Linked DNA regions of Oryctolagus cuniculus: region 1 is linked to region 2. A link is a contact called in public Hi-C data. All regions are on one chromosome and are shown on one strand. The core of a region is the stretch at or near the end of the contact, and the rest is flanking DNA. Distances in the headings are between cores, read along the strand shown.

Region 1 (4,572 bases), core at 1,301-3,800, 220 kb after region 2:
AGAAGCATTTCGAATCGTGTTTATAATCCTCTGTAAACACGTCATTCCTCGGACAATGTGACTTTTTCCTTTTGATTGATGATAACAGTTGCTGAAATGTGTCCAACAAATTTCTTTGTCTGAAGTTAAATCGCAAGCTTAGTTTTACTTCCAAAGATTAAACAGTGGTCTCTCGAGTAGGAAATGAAAGCTTCACGCTGGCTTTTGGAAAAAAAAATAAAAGCAGGGATGCCCTCTTTGATTTTTAAAACCTTGATATCACATTCGCTCTAGCATCACTCATCGGCTGTACAAATATTGATTCTGTAGCTCCTGTAAAGAAGGCAACCAAAGTAAGATGAGCAGGATCCCTACCTTAATGTGACCAGTTCAGAATGGAGATAAAATAAGGTTGCAGCCAGTGACATACGTACTGTCACTACACGTCCCGAAGCTGCTGTACACAGGGCCATTCCCCTTACAGAGGTTTTTCCTTACTTTAAACGCATTTAGGTTTCTTCTGCTAACTCCTGCATCCATCCTAGCTAGTGTCCCGTTTTTAAGAATGCTGAAGGCCTCTGCTGTTTTTCTGAGGCTAAGCACTTGACAATTAAGTAGAAAAGGTGGGGCTGGCACTGTGGTGTAGTAGGCTGTCTGCCTGTGGCACCATCATCCCATACCAGCGCCGGTTCAAGTCCCGGCTGCTCCACTTCCCATCCAGCTCTCTTCCATGGCCTGGTAAAGCAGTAGAAGATAGCCCAAGTCCTTGGGCCCCTGCACCCATGTGGGAAAACCTGGAAGAAGCTCCTGGCTCCTGGCTTCGGATCAGCGCAGCTCCGGCCATTGCAGCCTTCTGGGGAGTGAACCAGTGGATGGAAGACTTCTCTCTCTCTCTCTGTGTTTCTGCCTCTCTGTAACTCTGCCTTTCAAATAAATAAATAAATCTTTTTAAAAATAGCAATATCTAGCAATAAATGCTGTATTAAATAATAAATCGTGGTATAGCCTTATAATGGAATATCAGTCAGCCACAGAAATGATGTTTCTGTAAGAGAAGGTAGTAACAGGGTTCGGAGGGCAGAGACGGACTCCGGACTTCAAGCTCAAGGGCTTCAGATTGTGGCCTCTGCTGCCCTTCTGTGTTGCTAAACATCTGTGAGAGTCTCAGGGAGAGAAGGCCTGGGCCGCGGGCAGCCGACCCATCTCTGTTCCTAGCCCTGACTTGAGGTTCTTGGACGTCAAGTGGAAACGCCCTGAGAAAACACTGCCGATGGAATGAGAACAGCAAACGCCTTTGTTATTCGTCGTTTCTCAAGTATAAAACCCTTGTATTAAAAACCCAAATCCTTTATTATATCAAGTGAAATAAAATACACATGTGCTAATGTGGCACATATAAGATTGGGCCAAATAAGATCAAATAGAACAAAAGAGAAAGAGAAATTTATTAAGTAATAAAATTTAAGCATTAAGAGCTGTAGTTTTTTAAATTGATAATTCTATTTTAGTCTTCCAACCTGATCAAAAAGAATGTGGGGGTGGGGCAGGTTAAGACACCACGTGTGATGCTGGCGTCCCATATGAGCGCCATTTCAAGTCCCAGCTGCTCTGCATACGAACCTGCTAATGTGCCTGGGAAAGCAGAAGAAGATGGTGCAAGTCCTTGGGTCCCTGCACCTGCATGGGAGACCGGGCTGAAGCTTCAAGCTCCCAGCTTTGGTCTGGTCCTGCTCTGGCTGTTGCAGCCATTTGGGGAGTGAACCAGCAGTTGGAAGACCTCTCTCTATATATATTACCTTGCACTTAAATAAATCTTTTTTTAAAAAGTCCCACATTAACAAAACTTTATTGCTTACAAAGCACTGTAATGGAAGTCACAGTGTTTTCTGTCTGGTGGGAGGTGGAAGAGAACAAAATCTAGCCCAAACCAATCCTATCAGTGCCTCCTGAAGCCAACTGTGAACCCCTTTTCTGTCTTGTTCCCTTCCAACAGGGACGCATCTGGTGCGATCATTCTCTCTCCTCTACTGCGGCCTCCTAACACAGCCCCCAGCACGTGGAATCCTGCCTGCGTTTTTCTTCCTGCCTGCTTCTCCCTCCTTGTCCCTCAAGTCAGAACTGCTAAAATACTGCCAAACTGTGGCCTGGCAATTTGGAAACAATAGTCCACAATGGCAATCTGAGCCCTTGTCAGAGCCTTGGCCAAGGCATTTGCCTTACGCTAACCCATTTGTCTAAGAATGAGCACATGGGTTAAAGCATTGTTCCGTGCCGGTGAGGTTGAATAAACAGCTGAAATGATTTTGCAGCTGAGCTTTTGCAAGCTTTTTGGTGTCGCTAGATTATCAGAGAAACGCAGGTGCATTTCTTATAGATAATGCCATCCACTCTCCATAGTGCTTTGCCTAAAGAAACCTCAGCCGTAACAGCTACAGAGCAGTTCTTCACTGTGCGTTTTCCCTCGAAAGATAAAGAAAACAGCCATTCTGCCTGGCTCTGGGAAGGAGAGTGGGCAGTCCCCACGGCCCTCCCAACACCATCTGGCTGCCGTCTTTCCTTTTAGGGACCTGCAGCTTTCTGGCCCAGAGACAAGGAGCAATTATTTCAGGCAGATCAACACTGTCACCCAGTGGACAGACAGCAGGGCAGGCCGAGGCCCTGGCCTTGCTCGTGGCCTGGCAGATGGATCATGACAGCCGGTATTTGAAAATCACCAGTTTTAGGTGATCATGAATACTTGTTAATAGTCCCTGACATGGAACTGGGACATCCTCAGCTGGCAAACCTTTGATTTGGATGACACAGGTGAGTGCTACTAAGGGAGAACGTATGTCTCCATTGAACTAACGCTTTTTATTTTATTTTTGTGAAAACCACCAGTAAATCTCCAGGGAGCTCAGGCTGCAATTCAGCCGAGCACCTCAGCCAAGACTCCCAGGAGCCTACAGGCTTGCGGGAGCGGGGTGATAGTTGGTCACTGGCCAGGTCGTGTGGGAAGACTCCCCGAGCACAGAAGAAGACCCATTCTTCATTGTTCATGGCGACAGTGGTGTGCATTTGGACACCTGAAAACAGAGTTCTTTTTGGAGGGGGGATTGACACCTGGGGAAGCAACTCACTTCACAATAGTGAAATCACTGTGTGAACTACTCTTGCCTTATCTATTTTTTGTTTGTTTGAAAGTCAGGGTAAGAGAGAGAAAGATATTCCATCCACTGGGTCATTTCCCAAATACCCACAATAGTAAGGGCTGGGGCCAGGTTGAAGACAGGAACCCACAGCTCCATGGAGTCTCCCACATGGGGGCGGAGCCAGCCATTGCTCTTCCCATGTGCATCAGCATAGAGCTGGGTCAGAAGTGGAGAAGCTGGGACTCCAGTCGGGCACTCTAACATGAGATAGAGGCATTCTAAGGGGTAACTTCATCTGCAGCACCACAGCACCTGTCCCATTTTCTGTGCTTTATATATTAGGGACTTCAAAATCTCCTAGAAAAATGGAATGAGAAATAAGTTTATTTTGGCGCAAAAAAATTCTGAAATCAATACACAGCTTTTTCATAATGTGATTTTCCAGTAATTTTGGAAAAAATTATTTTACTTAGTTGAAAGGTAGAGTGACGGAAAAAATCATCACAAATAGATTGTCGGCTTGCTGGTTTCCTCCCCAAATGCCTACAGTTGCTGGGACTGGGCCAGGCTGCAGTTGGGAGCCAGAAGCTTCACCCGGGTCTCCCACACTAAGTAGCAGGCATCCAAGCAGCTGAGCCATCACCTGCTGCCTCCGGGGCGTGAAGCTAGGACTCAGGCCCAGGCACTCTGCTGCGGCACGCGGCAGCCCCAGGGAGTAGCCTAACCGGCTTGTACCATAACGCCCCTCCTCCAGGAGCTTGAAGACTTCTACATCTCAGAAGATGTACGGGATGAAGCCTCTGTCCCAGGGCATGCACACGGTGCCTCTCTCTGGTCTAAGACATTATTTGACCTTTGCCCCAGGTGGGCTTACTTTCCAGGTTGAGGTAAGAGGCTCCGTGCCTCCTTGACCGTTCGTGAAGTAGTTTCTTCCCCCCAGCTGGACGCATCCCGAGCTGACGCGTTTGTTGGGAATCACTTTCCGCTTCGGAAGCGTGTCTGTAGCAGTGCGGCTGAGACTTCACCTAACGGGAGCTCTTGCAGAGTTTTGAATTCAAAGTGGAGTTACATTTATAGTGAGAAAATCTGGAGTTGAATCCTGAAGCCACCACTTGCTAGCTTCTTGACCTTTAGGGGCTGAATCTAAGTCTCAATGTCTACCTCTATCATCAGAAATACTATGCAACTACTTCAGAAAACATGGAGGGAGTCCTGTTGTACAGCTGCAGAGTTAAGAGCTGGGCAGAGCCAGACTTGATGATGTCACCAGAGCCACAGGTCTCTCTTGACCATGTGGACTTCCTGATCTGAGGCAAAGTTCAAGAGCTTGTCCTTCGCAGTTCTCCATAGTCTTCTACAAACACAAGCATTGGCTGTTGAACATGCAAGGGGCTGAAAATCTGGCATCATCAAGAATCAGCAAAGGAAGCGGTGTTATGGTTAAGCCACCTTTGGAAAAGCA
Region 2 (4,457 bases), core at 639-3,138:
GAGGCAACAGGCTATATTTAATAAGTCTTTAACACCAAGAAATGCCACAGACATTCAAGGCAAAACTTCTTTATGTGTTGAGAAATGTTGGGTAGCTTGCTGTTAACTATCAAACTAACACAAATTTCTTTCCCTGGATTAACAGTTTCCCACCACATGGTCCCTTTTGACTTCTGGTTTTCTCTTTTGCTACTAACACAGGCCCTTTGTTCTTGCCAAAATTCATGCACAATTCCTTCCACACTCCCAACATGTTACCTAGCTCCACACTTTTGTCTCTAATGCTCCCTTCTGAATGACTTTCTCCATTGCTATGTATAAAAATTCCACTCATATTGTTCTAGGCTCATCCCAAATTCCTCCTCCTCTATAAAGTGTTCCACTCGAAAGAACTAGTTTCTGCCTCTGAATAATTCATGACATGGCAGTTACTCACTTTACTGTCTATTATTCTATCATTTTATTTTCATGCACTTGGCCAACAGCTTTGCACACAGGAGATGATAAATACTTAATGAATTAAAATTTTTTTTTGTTTTTTAGACAGGACTGTGTCTTTGTTTAGTAAAAGGTTGAAACCAGTACTAATACCAGTAGGAACCAAGAAAACAGAAGGAGGAAAGGCATGTTCAAAGACTGAATGTATTTCTATCAGACTATCTTTATTTAGCAACATCGTAATTTCATCCCATGGATTTTATGAAGTCATGTTCAAAGACACAAAGGGAAACTTGAATATCAGTGCCAACTTTTTGATGTAATAGAGGACACACACACACACACACACACACGCACAACTGCCGAAACTTCTTGCATCTCTGACACCGTGATCCAGGAGCTTGTGTTGAGTCCAGACATGCACAGTGTAAATAGCCAGAACTGGCGATACACAGTGATGCTGTGTAGGGAGCTCCCCGCATGACAGCACAGTTTTTTATCTTGCCAGAGACCATCACTACCAATTTAGATCTTAAATTAATCTTAAGGCACAGGTTGGATAATATGATTCTAATCAAATCAGAAAACCACAAAAATGGTTGAATTCACTGATAATACATTACACTTAACCTTACTTGGAAATGAAAAAAACAAACTTTTTAAAAACTCTGACCATGCATTCCATATATAAGCCACATTTGGTAAGTCTAAATCTTTAGCAATTCTATGGCTGAGTGAAAGGGTTGGGGAGATATATCTGTCCTTATTTGAGGGCCTTGGTGTCTAAGCTACCTGTTAAATAAAAGTTATTTTCCATAAGCCCTCAGTTAGCTGAAGAACGTGGAAAGGAAAGCAAATTTATTTAAATACAGGATTCATGGCAAGTTCTCATGTTGTCTTCAATTCTTGTTGTTTTATACTGCAGTATATCCATGTAGACCAACATACTTCTCTAAACCCAGAGAGCTCCCTTAAAGATATCCGTATTAGGAAGTCTTGACCTCAGAATCATGTGCTGAGCTGGAGAAGCTTCTGAGTTGTATTTTCTTTGCTTGTACTCAAGCTCAACAACGCCCTGCCAGCCAGAACTCTTAAGAACATTAAAATACACAAACTGGCCAAGCAGAAAACCCACCACTAAGATGCTGTAACAACATGCTATTAATCAAGGGAGTAACGGAGTTAGGTTTGCCTTGTTAATTTTTTAAAAAATCTTAATGATCCCCAAAATTCAACTTTATAAGCCATCCATCCATTTATCTACCCATTTTTTGAGGGCATCTTGTTGTAATACTGTATATATTCTTTTGAGGGCTTTTATTTCTTGCAAAAAATATGGGACCATGATTGCCTTACGTAGTTATGAATCATCCAGTGCCTTAACTGTACGTAGCATGAGAGGACTATGACTGATCACACCCTGAGTCAGACAGGAGGGGCACTGAAACCACTGGCTCACCCACAGACTGCTGTCAGCAAGGTGAAACCCCAAGAAAGGAGACCAGACAGATATGCCTGCATTGCTCACGGGGAATTTATTTGCTACCTACTATTTAGGACCTAGAATCCTACAGAAACTTTTTTTATAACTTTTATAAAAGAATATGTCTAGTATTCTATGAATTCTCTCCTTCTGCCAAAACAAATTAAGCACTGTTAAGACATCACTAATAAAATTGCTTTAAACACTTTTTATTTTTGCAAGAAAAAAACCTGAAGATTGGTACAGTGTGTACAGGCACCACAAAATGTACTCTCTAGCCACCAGGTGGCATCATTGATTAATAAAATTTCATTAACTCCGGATCCTCAACATCACCCATTAGTAGCACAAAATTAACTGAAACACAACACAAGTAACCTTCCAGGGATATGCAGGTTTACTTTTCTTTTCCTCATATATATAAGGGCCAGGATGAAAGGATGAGGTCTCAGCAAATACTGTATCTTGTTAGAGATCTAAGTCTTCTATATAAGGGCTCCTAGACCCTTCCCACTTCTTGATTACCAAATCAACAAATCAACTTAAGCAAAAACCACTGAGAAGTACTATAGTTAACCCTACTAAAAATTAGTCACCTGTGGGCATCTGGGACTTGTTGCATTCAACCTCTGGCCAGATTCCTGCACTGTGTGCTAGAAAGTGCTGGGGCAGAGCCCAGAGGGACTGAGCATATAGGAGGGAGAGCATTCCCAAGTCAAGTGTTTTGAACTGGAAGACATGTCTTCCTTTGCATTGTTCAGGACCCGTCGTTGCTCCACAAGTACATAGTGAGATTCGCATCACGTCCAGAATTACGAAATCCTTAGAAAATACGTCGACAATATGCCTGTTTTACAGAGTTTCAGATTTTGAAAGAAACAACCTAAAATTAATCCTGACTTTGTCAAAGTCCAGATCATTTTAAATACCAAAACGGAGTTCTAAGTCACAACACTGACATCTTCAAGGTAGCTTGGTGAAATGGTCTTGAGCCCTTGCTTGAGAATCAGAAGATAGAAATCCTTACTCTCACTCCTCTATGTTTAGCCACAACATGGGACTTTGGTCAAGTTTTACAGCGTTTGGGGAGGAGGAGGAGGAGGAGGTTTGTTTGTTTTTGTTTCTCTCAACATCTTTACACATAAAATAAGCAAGCTGGACCACAGTGATCTTTATTCTAAGAATCATGAAACATATTTTGTTTAATTCTAAAAAGGATTAAGGAAAATTTGGAAAGTTCAGTAATAATGGAGAAAATGTAAATCATGAATAACCCTCCCCTGAAAAATGATTACAGGGGCATGTTTTAAAATAGTAGTTATCATGTCACTTGGGATGTCTGCACTCTACTTCAGAATAGCTGAGTTCTATTTAAAGCCCCATTCCTGACACCAGCTTCCTCCCAATGTGCACCATGAGAAATAGTAGGCAATGAGTTAAGTAGTTGGGTCCCTGCCATCAATGTGGGAGACATGGATTAAGTTCTCAGCTCCTGGCTTTGGCCTGGCCCAGCCCCGGCTATTGCAGGCATTTGGGGAGTCAATCAGCAGATGGGAGATCTTTGTGTCTGTCTCTCCACTTTTTCAAAGTTAAAAAAAAAAAAAAAAAAAAAAAAAAAAAAAAAAAAACTACAAATGCTTATCTGGGTTAATTTTAATAATATGTATGATTTTATAATCCATGTACAATATTCTAACCCATGCAGTTTTTTCTGTAGGAGTAGCTGAATAACACTTCATTGTAAGGATATATCATGTAGCACTTACAATAAATCATGTTATCGTTATTTAAAGATTTATTTATTTATTTGAAAGGCTGAGTTACAGAGAGACAGAGAAGCAGAGAGGTCTTCTATCTGCTGGATTACTTCCCAAATGGCTGCAAAGGCAGGGGCTGGGCCAGGCTGAAGCCAAGAGCCAAGAGCTTCATTGGGGTCTCCCATGTGGGTGCAGGGGCCCAAGGACTTGGGCCATTTTCTGCAGTTTTCCCAGGCACATTATCAGGGAACTAGATCAGCAGTGGAGAAGCCAGGACATGAGCCAGCACCCATATTATATGCCGGCACTGTAGGTTGTGGCTTTAACCTGCTACGCCATAGCACCAGCTTGTACTGTAATATTTTGTTTTTATTATGCAAAATATTTAAAAGGTGCCAATTTTTATGACTGCTTTATTTTTCTGAGCCTAGAAAACTACCCTTTCTCCTCCCCTGAGCCGCAGAATTTTAACAGCCAATTTAATTTTTCTCCTTTTTTTGATTCATTAAAAAATGTAATTCATTTGACAGACACAGAGACAATGCTCCAATCTGCTGGTTCGTTTGCCAAATGTTTGCAACACATGGGGCTGGCTTAGTGTTGAAGTTAAGAGCTGGGAACTCAGTCCAGGTCTCTGACATGGGTGGCAGGAACCCAATTATACAAACCATCACCGCTGCCTCTCAGGGTCTACATTAGCAGGAAGCTGGAGTCAGCAGCTGGAGCTAAGAATAGAACCTAGGTACTCCGATATGAGATGTGGGTGTCTTAACTGCTAA

Evidence for each region. A called contact is a pair of places that touch in the nucleus more often than the background predicts.
Region 1: a Hi-C map of psoas muscle shows a contact between it and region 2, with 14 times the contacts expected there. The contact joins two enhancer-like sites. A contact is called at or near these places in 3 of 6 Hi-C or Micro-C datasets (embryonic fibroblasts, psoas muscle and an unstated tissue).

The regions. Positions count from the first base shown.
Region 1 is chr11:98,303,196-98,307,767 of mOryCun1.1, forward strand. No RefSeq gene overlaps it. Among named protein-coding and RNA genes, the nearest start is that of MIR331, 25 kb to the left of the region's middle. Within about 2 kb of position 2,551, at least 2 of the 8 cell types and tissues checked have an H3K27ac peak or open chromatin away from gene starts, as enhancers often do.
Region 2 is chr11:98,081,678-98,086,134 of mOryCun1.1, forward strand. The region is part of intron 8 of FGD6 (FYVE, RhoGEF and PH domain containing 6); the gene reads right to left. Among named protein-coding and RNA genes, the nearest start is that of NR2C1, 40 kb to the left of the region's middle. Within about 2 kb of position 1,889, at least 1 of the 8 cell types and tissues checked has an H3K27ac peak or open chromatin away from gene starts, as enhancers often do.